2 separate regions of the Mus musculus genome follow, and region 1 is linked to region 2. A link is a contact called in public ChIA-PET data. All regions are on one chromosome and are shown on one strand. The core of a region is the stretch at or near the end of the contact, and the rest is flanking DNA. Distances in the headings are between cores, read along the strand shown. Region 1 holds the start of Hjurp (Holliday junction recognition protein). Region 2 overlaps Sag (S-antigen, retina and pineal gland (arrestin)).

The links. ChIA-PET counts read pairs in DNA pulled down with a chosen protein or histone mark.
Region 1: a contact with region 2 is called in an RNA polymerase II ChIA-PET map of effector CD8 T cells, with 5 read pairs. The contact joins the promoter of Hjurp here to the enhancer-like site in region 2. A contact is called at or near these places in 6 of 484 Hi-C or Micro-C datasets (all in embryonic stem cells), 1 of 115 datasets of contacts at active chromatin or transcription factors (effector CD8 T cells) and 2 of 9 other capture datasets (embryonic stem cells and pancreatic islet).

The regions. Positions count from the first base shown.
Region 1 is chr1:88,276,012-88,282,938 of GRCm38.p6, forward strand. Hjurp (Holliday junction recognition protein) reads right to left here and starts at 1,568. Exons shown (of 8, transcript NM_198652.2): 1 at 1,363-1,568; 2 at 1,208-1,274. The coding sequence starts at 1,458.
Region 2 is chr1:87,824,255-87,831,144 of GRCm38.p6, forward strand. It overlaps Sag (S-antigen, retina and pineal gland (arrestin)), which reads left to right. Exons shown (of 16, transcript NM_009118.2): 9 at 172-256; 10 at 4,143-4,215. Among named protein-coding and RNA genes, the nearest start is that of Sag, 24 kb to the left of the region's middle. Within about 2 kb of position 5,632, at least 154 of the 459 cell types and tissues checked have an H3K27ac peak or open chromatin away from gene starts, as enhancers often do. A contact at or near this core is called in effector CD8 T cells, where this site is marked.

The sequences.
Region 1 (6,927 bases), core at 318-2,817, 450 kb after region 2:
TCGCATAAAGTGCTAATGTTGCATGTTTGAAACTGAACTCTACAATACGTGCTAAGTGCATGCCCAGGTGAACTGTCAACACACACAAATGATTCCCTCCTGTTCTCTGCAGTTAGCTCTCTGCTCCAGTCTCCACCTTAAATCTGGACTTCAGTCTACTGCATGTTAGGAAAGGCCGCGCCAAAAACGTGTCTCTCAGAACAATCAACAAGATGAGGGATTCATGGCAAGCTTGCTAGGACATAGATTTGTTAACCGACAACTGCAGCCCTAGGTGTCTATGTGTTGGCCAGACCTCAGGGAGGGCTCTTATACCAACTTGTATAGTCTCAAACTCTTCAGCAACTTCACTGTTCTCATATAACTGACATCAGTTATATATCACTGACAGAATATATCATTGAAGACAGATGGGCAGTCCAAAATACTCCAGACACTGCCTACCCCTTCACAAACAGCCGCAAGAGCACAGAAAAGCCAAGAGTCAGACAGCACACTTATGGATTCCTATATTGCTGTGTCCTGATCCCATCCAGAGAAAAGCAACCTCTTTGTAGAATTAGTTCAGTTTCTGCTTATTTAAAATGCTTACCCAACACGTGCCCTGAACAGCCAATAAGACAAAAGACAGACTGCACTTGTAGACCCCTGGCAGACTGTGATCCGAAATCCGATTTTATCAATAAATTCAGACAAACATCAGGGATGGGTCTTAGGGAAGGATACGACCTCATCAAATAACAAACTTATCCCAGTTAGAGAACCGATGAGGTTTAAGGTAGTAAGTACACTCACAACATTAAATAAAATGCGTCAGAGGTGGCAGATAATGGGGACTGTCCAAAACAGATGGGTCTACATTTATACAGCAAAGCCCATGAGAGCGGAGCAGTCCTGGGTGCTGTTCCAATGGCCTGACAGGTACTCTGGTGATGTTATACACAACCATACGGCTTACCCATGATTGTCAACATCCTTATTTTACAGAGTCACTTGTACCGCTAATCAATTAGCTCGAACTTCCATGCCAGGCATTTTAAAAAACCAGGCTGCACTGTGTCTCCAGGCATTTCTTTCAGAGAAATTAAATTGGAAATCAGCAACTCAGGGATTCAAGGTCCCTAGGAGCAAGGGGGACAAATGCAGCATTGCAAATTCTAGGCCCACTGTTCTGGCCCAGTGCCAACAGGAAGGGAGGGCTTCGTACCCTGGGGCGTCTCGTAGGTTAACGTCCTCATCTCCACCAACGGGTCGTCCTCAAAGGGCTGGTTGTACTGCGGGGAAGGGAGAGCTGGTCAGACTCCGGGGCGCTGGATCCCCGCCCACCGCGCCCTGCCCGCCTCGGCCGCCGTCCCAGCCTACCTTCGCTATCAGCCGCTTCATTAACGTCTGGAAGCGGCTACTGCTTTCCTTAAGCTGCTGATGCAGCCTGCGGTCCTGCCGACCCATAGACTCCATGGCGTACGTGGCTCTCTGCCCGGCACTGCACCCGCCCAAGCCCGTCCACAGATCAAACGTGGCGCCCCGCGCGCTAATAGGGTCTTTCAAAAGTATTTACGCAACCGATCCTGCCCGCGTTTCCGGCCGCCGCTCCCAGGGAGCACTTCCGGTGGAAACGAGAAGGGGAGGGACGAGAGGGAGGGTCCGCCGGAGCGGGTGGAACATGCGCATTACTTCATGCGGCACTCCCGCGTCCCCTAGAGGCTTCTGGGTGAGTTGCCTGTCAAGGCTCCTTCCTGGATCTACCAATTTCCCAGCTCTTGGGAAGGCTTGGGGAAAGCCAGATCCAAATAACGGTCCTGAAAGGAGTCTGGAAAGCCAGTGTTCAAAAACAAGACGCGTGTAAATGTGCTGAACGATATTATAAACGTGACAGAATCTGTGATTTTTATCCTAGGGTTTTAAAATAAACTTTCTCTCCCATTTCTGATTATAGGCTGTTTCTTGATTGTTATCTTGTTCCTTGAGGGGGTAGGTAATTTGGTGTCCATTTTATGAGGGCATTTACTTCGATTAACATTTTAGAACATTTTCAGAATTTTTGGGAGGGGTTGTCTTCTGGCAGAGCTGGGGGATTGAACCCCACTAGTTGGTTTTACTGTGACTTCATAACAGCTACATTTGTTTGCGGGTATTAACGTGATTATCACGATATGGGAATTAATGGAATCATTACTGAGTATCAGGAAGTCCCTTGAGGTGCCTCTCTACTTCTCAGCCTGCCCCCATAATCTTTTCATGCTGTCCCATTGAAACTGAGGGAGGGAAGAAGAGCTTCCAGGCTCATAGACTGTGGATGCCCACGCAATGTATTTGCAACAAGCGCGGAAGTCTCTTTCAAGATCCTGGGCTTCTGGGAGGGCCGTCGGTCGTCCGACTCTCCTGGGATTGGATGGCGGTTGCCTCATCCAATCTGTCCCTACCCCAGTATGAACCTGTTGCCTGTGGGGATGTGAGAAGGTGTTGCTTCAGAACGTTGGTGGTGGCGTCAACTAGATATGCTGTTCTGTCTCCTGAGCACCTCCAAGCCTTCCCCATCCTGATGGCTGAACTTCTCTGCACTGCAAGCTTAAAGTAAAACTTTCCTTCCTTATTTTGCTTTTTGCTAGGTGTTTTCTCACATTAACAAGAAAATATCCGAGACTCTGTCAATTTACAGATAATTTTGACTTCACATAGATCATTCACGACTACTGTGTTAGAAAGAGGCATTAATAGCTCATCAAAGTATGTTTAGTCAAATAGGCGGAGAAGGTTTCAGAATACTGATTGTCATTGAGAAAAATCAATTAAAGCATTTACATATACAAAACAGAACAGGTAATTTGGCCCAAATACTTATGAAAGTTAAGAGGGACCAAATTAAGTATTAAATAATAATAAATATAATATTGTAATAATAAATCTTACCAAGGGTTAATGATAAGAACATTTAGTAAGAAAGCCCTTCAGGGAAAAGGACAAAGGTCAGAAATTGTCAACAAGAGAGGAGGTGCAATGGGCAGTGCTCTGTCTCAAAACTAAGTTAAGGATGAGCAAGAACAAGGTCTGAGGGCGGACATAGGAAGGTGCCACATTTAAACCTATTGCTTTGTAAGTTAACTTACGAAAGTTAAAAGGGACCAAACTAAATAGTCATGTCCAGTCTAGGAGGTTAGCATAATTAACAACAGCCACAAATATTAACTATCAGGGTGAGCGTGAGGAAATGGATCTCTAACCCTTCAGGAGAGCCTTTGTTATGCAATGTTTCCAGAGGAAAGTGCAGCATGGTGTAAAATGGGCTTTCAAAAAACACACCGTACTTTGATGCCATGGGTCAACATTTTGAAACCTAAGCAATGAAAGACCTTGGCAGGAATTTAGCCTGGGGGTGTTTACAAATCTCTAACCACAGTATTTAGTATTGTGAGTGTGCTGGGGATGAGAGTGGGGGTGTGGGAGTGTGTGAGGTTCCATTAAGTTTTGAAGAACTGCATTCATTGACATTTAGAATGACAGGACAGAGAGGTCTCAAATGGAGTTTCTAAACATGTTTTGTACCGGTACTTTAAAAGTGTCTGTGTTGTGGCTGGAGATATGACTCAGCACTTAAGACCCGCACAGCTCTTGCATAGGACCCAAGTCTGGTTTCCAGTACCTTTGTCAGGATGTTCACAAAAAGCCACAACTCCAGCTCTGGGGGACACGTTCTGACCCCAATCGGCACCCACACTCACATGTAGAAACCCCCTATACAAATTAAATATAAGAAATCTTTGAAAATGTATATTGTTAAAGAAATGTTAGAGGCTACAAATGGTCAAGGTCTGAGTGCAAAAAATGTTCCTTGCAATCTTGTGTAAACTAGGGAAAAGGGTAAGTAAGATAGTGGGAGAAGAGATAAGGTTTGTGTAGACTCTTGGTCTTATTTCGGCACTGCATGATAACAGGATTGAGATAACGTTTTAAATCACTACTGATTTAATTGCCTGTACCTAGACCCTTGTCTCTGTTAATTTTAAACTTTATGTATGGCCTTGCTATAACTGCATTCTGATTTGCTTTTGTTAAACCACTTGCTTGCTCTGCCTGCCCAGCAACAAATATTGTATAAGAAAGGACTATGTTCTCTACCCAGTGTGTGCCTTCTGCCGAGCAGAGTGTTGCCTGGCCGTAATAAAGCTTTCTGGACTCTTCACTGTTGTGGGGGTCAGTCTGTTTTGTGAGGTGAATTGCCAGTGATCTCATCTGCACATAACATCTGTACTTTCACGATGCGAGTATGCGTTTATGAAAGCGTTTCCAGGATATATTCATATCAACGATGGTGTGATGGAACACTTTTAGCATTAGTTTTCTTCTGCCACGTTTTCCAGAATGGGTGCCTGTCTGTGCAAAAATGAACCTGTGTTATTCATGGAACAGCGAACACGGACAGGCAATCACATATTTTCCCCTTCATCATACAAATCAGAGTCCTTTTATCCCAGTGGGACACACGGAGGCTCCAGACATTTTAACCCTGACTCCACAGAGCTGGGTCACGTTTTACCATCACGGCCCCCTCACCCCCGCCCTACCAGAAGTGTGGATTTCTTCCCCCAGAGAAAATGGGGCTAGGGCTTCGGTGATACTTCTGCTCCACCTTCATGTGGTAGAAAATTGCCTTTTCTCCTCACCTTGGGCCTGTTTTGCAGAACAAACACATTCTTAGGGTCATAATTAATGTGGCTTAATGGGCTACACATTTTAAAAACCAATGGAAGAATTTACATTAAAAATAGAACACAATTAGATCGATTTGGGTGACCTATTTTTAATCAACCCCATTATTTATGGGTCTGAGAACTCTCATGACATCTTTCTCTGAAGCATGCAAAGGCCAGCCCTTCCTGCATTATATGTGAATAGTTTTCTAACTGGAGGCATGAGATTAATGGATAACTTCCCAAACACCCCTTTTCTTTTTTATTTTCTGAGATCACGTAGTTTATACATATTTTTTAAAAATAAAAGATTTATTTATTTTTATTTATGAGTACACTGTTGCTGTCTTCAGACACACCAGAAGAGGGCATTGGGTCCCATTACAGATGGTTGTGAGCCACCATGTGGTTGCTGGGATTTGAACTCAGGACCTATGGAAGAGCAGTCAGTGCTCTTAACCGCTGAGCCAGCTCTCCAGTTTATACATATTTTCAAGCCCCTCAAAAAAACTATCTACTGTAGGAAAGTTCTGGGTTTACCCTCGAGCCTCTTTTCTTGGTCTAGCACCCCAGTGCAGTTCTTTCTTCATCCCACACTTTACTGGGGTGTTCTAGTTTCACTCCTGTTGATAAAAGGCATAGCAACTCAGGAAGGAGAGGGTTCGTTTGTGCCTACAACTTCTGGTAGCAGTGTATCACCGAGGGAAGCCAGGACAGGATCTCAAGGCAGATGCTGGAGCTGAAACCACTGTTGCATCCTGTGTTTATCACAAGACATTTCAGATGTTGATTTTTGGGCATGAAGGTTGAGAGAGTGAGAGCAAGAGCTAGAAAGAGAAAAAGAGGGGGAGAGAAATGAAATATTGGAGCCTTTTCAAACCTCAAAGCCCACCCCTAGTGACACACCTCCTAATCCTTCCCAAACAGTTTTATCAGCTGGGAACCAAGTATTCAAACATATGAGCCTATGATGGCCATTCTCATCCTTTTTTTCTTTTTCTTTCTTTTTTTTTTTTTGGTTTTTCGAGACAGGGTTTCTCTGTGTAGCCCCTGGCTGTCCTGGAACTCACTCTGTAGACCAGGCTGGCTCAAACTCAGAAATTTGCCTGCCTCTGTCTCCCAAGTGCTGAGCTTAAAGGCATGCGCCACCATGCCTGGTGGCCATTCTCATTCTTAAATGGAAAAAGTAGCTGAAGATTGAATTTCTACAAAAACAGTAAGGTTTACATTTCAGAGTCTCTCTTTGTGTGGCTGCTCTGTAGTGTGTTGACTTGACCCCTAATGTCATGAACATCTTGGTAGTAAAATGTTCTACCTGTGACCAGCAAAGACAGCCAACTCTTTACCTTGTAATTTCGTTCTGTCACTAGGTATTGGATGGCCTTTGGTTAGTTATAACCACTGTTTGAGTTCCAAGGAAAATAGGGCCAAGAGGAGATCTAGTCTGCCCAAAGTGGGTGTGTGGCATAGTATAGTCATTCCTATGTACATTTATATTTTTGTTAGTGACTCCACTCTAGGAAGGTCATCTAGGAACATCGCTATTACCCACTGCCTAAGTTCACTCAGGGTAGCAAGGGGACACATATTGCTTTTGATCTGAATATTTAGGGGAGGAGAGGTGGGGAGCATGCCTTGAAACTGGACTATAGAACGTTCCTTCGATTATAAGAAGTATAAAATGGAACATAGAGGATTTGATTCTCATCTTTCTTCTCAGAATGAAATTCTCTTTTCTGCTGGGAGTGTGCCTTATAGTTATTAAAAAAAAAGAATGAGAATTATGCAAAGTGGATTTTTTTCCCTTATGACGTAAGATGTAGAAAAGGTGGTGTTAGTCATTAGTCTTGATGGTGCAGGTTTTTCCCTGGTCAGTTGCTGCATTAAGAGGGCAGGAGGGGGGAAGGTAGGGGGAGTGGGAAAGAGGAAGGATAAAGAAAGGTGGGAGAGGGGGAAGTGGGGGAAAGTAGGGGGAGGGGGAGGGGGAAGGGGAGAGTGGGGAAGGTAGGTGAGGAGGGAAGTGTGGGGAAGCTGGGAAGGGGGGGGGGGGGGAGATGCCAGGAGGCAGGCAACTCTGTATTTGTCAGAGTTGGAATTCCATGCTCCCTCCCTTTCATTGTATAGGTTAGATCATCTAGTACTTTCTGCTTCCTGCTTTATGCTTCTGCAGCATCCACTCCTAGATCTGTTTACAGGCTTACGTTTACAAGGTTTGACTTTCACGTTTGGCGCTGACTTT
Region 2 (6,890 bases), core at 4,382-6,881:
TGATAGCCTTCTCTAGAGGAAATGTTATCAGTTAAGATTTTCTAACACTGGGGTTTGTCAGCCTTATCTATTGGAACGGGACTAAGGAAATCTTGGTCTGGGGAGCCCTCAGCTCACAGATGCCATCCATTGTGCTCCGTTCTTCTCTTTGACTTCTCTCTCACTTTGCAGATATATTTCCATGGGGAGCCCATCCCCGTGACTGTGACCGTGACCAACAACACCGACAAGGTTGTGAAGAAGATTAAAGTATCAGGTGGGACTCTCATCTCTATACTGAGACTCGGGGCTTTCTAGAATCCCTCAGCCTCATGCTATTTCCTAAGACCCACTCTAGCCTGGTAAGGCCCCGCCCCAACAGTGCCCTTAGATCTGCCTGTTCCTGTTTTCATTGATAGCAGCAGTTTTTGTTTTTGCTTTTGTTTTTGAGACAGGGTTTCTCTAAGTAGTCCTAGCTGTCCTGGAACTCACTTAATAAACCAGGCTGGCCTCAAACTCAAAGATCTGCCTGCCCCTGTTTCCCCACGTGCTCAGAGGTAAAGGCATGCGCCACCACCGCTTGGCTGATAGCAGGATCTTAAAAAGAGAAGGACAGGGCTGGTGAGATGGCTCAGTGGGTAAGAGCACCCGACTGCTCTTCCGAAGGTCCAGAGTTCAAATCCCAGCAACCACATGGTGGCTCACAACCATCCCCAACAAGATCTGACTCCCTCTTCTGGAGTGTCTGAAGACAGCTACAGTGTACTTACATATATTAATAATAAAATAAATCTTTAAAAAGAAAAAAAAAAAAAGAGAAGGACATTAGAAGTCACTACGTTCGCCTCAGTTGGTAAAGCATATGGAGGCTCTAGGTTCAATCCCTGGCACCACATAACTTAAATGGTGCATGCATAGAGTGTCAGCACTAGAAAGATCAAGGTTGGCCTTGGCTATATGTCCATGTTGAGGCCAGCCTGGGCAGTGGGAGACCCTACCTCAAAACAACAAGTCATGCATTCTCCGCCATTGCCTTTGTGTTGGAAGTTTGTCTCTAGCAGATGGCCTTCCCGTCTTCCCATGGTCATGCCTTTCCAGAGACACCCCTCCGAGCCAGGTCTCTCTTGGGGAGTCCAGGGAGAACCTTCCCCCTTTTGTTTTCGTTTGCTTGTTTAATTATTTAATGCATGTGGGTGTTTACCTGTGTGAATGGCTGTTTACCATATATGTGCAGTACCCGTATCATATCAGGGGGCATCAGATTCCCTGGAACTGGAGTCACAGGCGGTTGTTAGCTGCCCTGTGGGTTTGGGGATTTAAACCTTAACCATGAACCATTCTCCAGCCCCACTTTCCTTTTTTGGAATTTGATAGCTTTTGCTGACCAATACAGCAAGGCACTGGATTTGAAAATACTGGGCTTAATCTGTTATGTCACCCTTGAATCCCAAGTTGGCTCGTTGTCCACCTTCTCAGGCCTATAGGCTAAGTACAGGTCCCCAGCAGTGCTTTCCTGAGTAGTGATGTGTGACGTCTTCCCTTGAATGAGCATCTAACAAAGGTCAGCTCTGTTGTATGCTGCAGTGGAGCCCCCCACCCCCCTTACTGATCTATATATTTCCTTAGCCCGTTGTAGCACACACCTGTGGTCCATGCTGTCAGGCGACAGAACGGTTGTCAGCTTGAGGCCAGTCTGGGCAACATACCTAGCTTTTCTCTCAAGACATTAAAAGTGTAGAACAAAACCAAAAAAGTGTAGGTCCTCTGTGGGCAAAACGAAGGAAGAAACAAAAAGCAAAGTGGATTGATCTGAGTGAGCAAATTCAGACTTCAACTTTCAGCTAAAACATTTGCTGGCCAAGCTGAGGTAGGTAGATTTACAACATCAGAGTAAGTAGTCATACCAGGTCGCCCTGGACAACGGATATGGGAATTTCAGTGTTACATTAGTCATTGTAACTGGACTGAGCAAGCAAGAGGCTCAGGAGTTCAAGGTCAGCCACAGCAACAAGCAGAGGCCAGACTAGACTACGTGAAATCCCAGTTTTGAAAAAGCTAGAGATGTTGCTCAGTTTGTAGCTTGCTTGCTGGGCATAGGCCAGGTCCTGGGTTCATTCTTCAGTGTATACATATGTGCGTACACGAGTGTGCACATATGTACAAAATAGGGTTTACCCCATGCCAACCAGTTGGTTGTATAGCCCAGTTATCTGCTATCGTTTGAATGTGCTCACTGTATGTTCAAGGGTTTGAAATTTGATCTCCACATTCACATGTTAATGATATTTGCAGGTAAAACTTTGGGAAGTAGCTAAGGTCAGATGGGGTTCTGAGGAAGGGCCTATAATGACACTATAATGACATGAAGTAAAGAGACTTAAATTAGCCATTAAATGTCTCTGCCATTTGAGGTCCTTGGCTATTATGATCAAACAGGAAGGCCCTTATCAGAGGCCAACACCACTTGGGAGTTCCAGCTTCCAGAGCCAGGGGCTAATTAAACCTCTGTGTATTATTCAGCTATAGCAGTGTCAGACATACGTTCCACTTTCCCTGCACGTCCACTGAAGATGAAAGTCAGGAATTGTGTGCATGTATATTAGAGAATCTATGGTTTTTTTTCCTTTTTGTGATTATGAATATTAATCCAGCCTTGTTTTATGTTGGTTTAATTCTCTATGGGCCTGAGTTATTCAGCATATTGTATGCAGTGCCAATGGCTTCCTTGATTGGTGTAGTAGAGTCTATCTGCCCCTTCAGGCTGCTATGGCAAAAACACCATAAACTAGGTGGCTCACACACACTGAGATGTGGGCCTCAAACGTGTGCTCCTCCTACTGCTGCCTCCCTAGTAGTGAGTTGCAGGTGTGTGCCGCTATGGCCAGCTGACAGCACACAGGAAAGTTCAGGATCAGGGCATTGGCAGATTCATCTGACAAGCAGCTCATCCAACAAGCTCCTGGAACCTCCTTGTTAAGGCCACGGAATCCACTCATGAGTGTGCTGTCCCCACAACTCCATCACTTCCCAGAAAGCCCTTCTCTTCACAGTGAATGCTCACTTGGGCTACTGGGATGAGCTGGCAAAAATGCCAGCTTCCCAGCCTGGTGCCATGACTTTGATCTCTGGAACTCATGTAGGGGAAGGAGAGAATGACTTTCCCACAAGTTGTCCTCTGACCTCCCAACAAGTCCTTGACATGTTCGTGGCCTCCTCCAGTGATGCAAATTTTAAAAATAATGTCACCCTGGGGTTGTAATTTCAATTTTGAAAGAACAGAAGCAAACTTTCAGAAACAGCTGCAAAATTGATCATGTATCATTGCATACTTGTATTTGAAATTACTTCTCGGGGCTGGAGAGATGGCTCAGTGGTTAAGAGCACTGGCTACTCTTCTAGAGATCCTGAGTTCAAATACCAGCAACCACATGGTGACTCATAACCATTTCTAATGAGACCAGATGCCCTCTTCTGGTATTTCTGAAGACAGCTACAGTGTACTTATTTATAGTAATAAATAAATCTTTGGGCTGGAATGAGTGGGGCCAGAGTGAGCAGAGGTCCTGAATTCAATTCCCAGCAACCACATGATGGCTCACAACCATCTGTACAACTACAGTGTACTCATATACATAAAATAAATAAATAAAATTTAAAAACAATTTACTTCTCAGCAAAGTGTGTTGGTGCATACTTGTAACCTAGCACTTGGGAGCCTGAGGCAGAGTTGTGAGTTCTAGGCCAGCTTGGGTTACACAGGAAAGCCTTTTTCAAAATAAAAAAAAAATATTTCTCAAAATATATTGGAAAATAATACCAATGACCTTGAAACGGTGAAATTTTCTGAAACAAAACATTAGTAGTTTTCTATAAGTTGGGTACTGTGATGGGAACTTGAAATTGTTTCTCTTAATCCTCAAGCTTGATTTTAAGAGATTATGGGTTTGGAGGAGAGAAGGGTGCTTCCTGGAGCCGAATCTCAGAGCCCGGTGTTTTGGTAACGCAGAGTGAGTCACTGGTATACAGAAATGGCCTGCAACCAGACCTTGAAAAATTGCAGCTTGAAGCCGAGGGCTGAGAAAGCCAGAGTCAAATGGTCCTGTGTGTCTCCTTGAAGGCACGAGGGGCTGCCCTGACCACCCCCTCCTGTCTTCCCTTTGCAGTGGAACAGATAGCCAATGTGGTTCTCTACTCAAGTGACTATTACGTCAAGCCTGTAGCCTCGGAGGAAACACAGTAAGTAGCAGGTGTCTTTCCACTTCCTGGGCGGCAGCCCGCTTTGTCAGCTTCCTCTTCTGAAGAGGGAACTTTGCCTTTTCTGAAAAGAAAGCCTTTGCTTTCTTCCCCCTTTCTCCCATCAAGAGCTATGAAGCAAGGCAGGCTAGGCTATGTGTTTATTTTGCCTCTGGGTCCATCTCTTAGGCTGGGAGAACAGTCTTTATAAACAAGGGACCGGAGGAGAGAAATCTAGAGAGTAAGGTCACTATGGGAACAAGAAGGGCTCTGTGTATCCTTGGAATGTGTTGACAGGAATGAGATGCTCGTCCTGCCCCCAGAAGATGACTAAATGAGCTATTAGCCCAGGCTAGGGCTATGATATGTATGTGTGTGTATATATATATATCTATATCTATCTATATATATATATGCGTATATCTATATATGCATATATCTATATATACATATATATATATATATATATATATACACACACACACACACACACACACGTGTGTGTGTGTGTGTCTGCATGCATGTTTCATTCTCTCTGTCTGTCTGTCTGTCTCCCCCCCAGCTTGACTGTCATGGAAGGGGGCCCTCGGGCTAGAATGATAGCCTTTACTGTAGCAGAATTTGCAGGAAGATTACACCAGATGTGTGTGTGTGTGTGTGTGTGTGTGTGTGTGTGTGTGTGTGTGTGTGTGTATCTCTATACCATTTCCTGTTTCTCATTCAAAACTCTGTGTGCTTTTTGGACCAAATGATCCTCGGGAGAATGGACACCATTCTAGGATTTCCCGGGGGTCGGGGGTGGGCAGAGCAGTCTAGAAATGGGGCCATATCATGTTAGCTTTTTCATTGTTTAGGCACAGGCACGTATCTGAGAAAACAAACTGTCACAGAAATATCTGTTTCCATTCACAGTTTCTATTGATCACAGCAGGGTGGGCGTGGCAGAGCAGAACAGCTCAGGAAACAAGGAATGCAGGCATTAGCAGGATACCCCTGCTCCCCCTTTGATGACAGCCAGGTTTCTAGCCTCTGCAATGGTGGCTCTTGTATCCAGGGCAGCCTTCCCTCTGGGCTAATCTTCTCTGGAAATGTTCTCACAGACACATCCTGAGTTGTTTTCTCTCATCTCCAAGGCCCTTCTCAAAACCATCCCATTACGACTAAATCACATTGGTCTCAATGTAGAAGCCACTCAGAAGGCTGCAAGAGCCCAGCACTGTTCCAGACACATCCAGCAACCAGGGCTCTGGTGGGCAGGGTTCCTCAAACCGGGTCAAACATCCGTTGTAAGCTGCTGCTGACCATGCAGTATGAGATCCTAATGGCCCTGAACACAGCTGTGGGCCTGGCTTCCGCAGGTTCTACTACAGTACAGCCTAGCCCAAAGGCCCTCTTCTGCTAGAGGAGAGAGAGAGAGAGAGAGAGAGAGAGAGAGAGAGAGAGAGAGAGAGAGAGAGAACACCACAACCCAGGTGGTAGGATGTGGCCACCCCTAGCTCAAGCAAAACTTTGCAAGAGTTTCCTGAACTCACTAGAGGCAGGAGAAGCAGAAGCTGCTTTAAACTCCCGGGGGTTGGGGTGCAAACAGGGGCGTCCTTCCCATGGGAGACAGTTCACATGTCCAGATGTCTGGGAACTCATTCAGGAAGTGGTCCTGATGCTGGCTCCCAGCCAGCATTGTTGCAAGCCATACTCTACCTTCTGCCTGCAGCCCAGGCCTGGTTGCTAGGATGTGCACTGCAGAATGAATTGTCCAGCCCAGATACCACTCTGGAATCCCAGGAGTGCTGTGTCTCTAGCCAGGTCCCAGAATTGACCCTCAGAGTGGGGTTCCTTCTGTCTTTCACTCATAGGAAACCCCACAGCCCTCTGCAGGAACCCCAGTAAAGAAAGAGGGGAGCCAAGCTGGGCAGTGATGTTGAATACCTTTAATCTCAGCAGAGGCAGGCAGATCTCTGTGAGTTCAAGGCCAGCTTGGTCTACAGAGTAAGTTCCAAAACAGCCAGGGCTACACAGAGAGAGGAGAGAGGAGAGAGGAGAGAGGAGAGAGGAGAGAGGAGAGAGGAGAGAGGAGAGAGGAGAGAGGAGAGAAGGAGAGAGAGGGGAGAGAGGGGAGAGAGGGGAGAGAGGGGAGAGAGGGGAGACAGGGGAGAGAGGGAGAGAGGGGAGAGAGGGGAGAGAGGGGAGAGGAGGGGAGAAGAGGGGAAGAGAGAGAGAGAGAGAGAGAGAGAGAGAGAGAGAGAGAGAGAGAGAGAGAGAGAGAGAGATCTTTGAACTGACTGATCAGACTGACCTGGGTTATAAGTGGTTACAGACCTATCAGTCACACGGTCTATCCTTCCTAGTATGGACAGTTTTGGCTACAGTGGTTCTGTATCAGCTTCTTTGCTGACACTGCCCACAGTGGGACTCAGGAAAGGGTCTCTTTATGGCTGTGTAGATCAGGATAGCCTTGAATACACAGAGATTCTCCTGTCTCTGCCTCTCAAGTATTAGCATTAAAGGACAATGCCACTACACTCAGCTAGATTTTTAGTGAGTTTCATTTGCTTCTGGTCTTGTTGTTTTTGCTTTTATAAGACAGACTTTCACTATGTAGTCCAGGCTGGTCTAGAACTCATGATCTTCCTGTCTCAATCTTCTGAGTCTTGGGATTACCAGTATGTACCACCACTGCT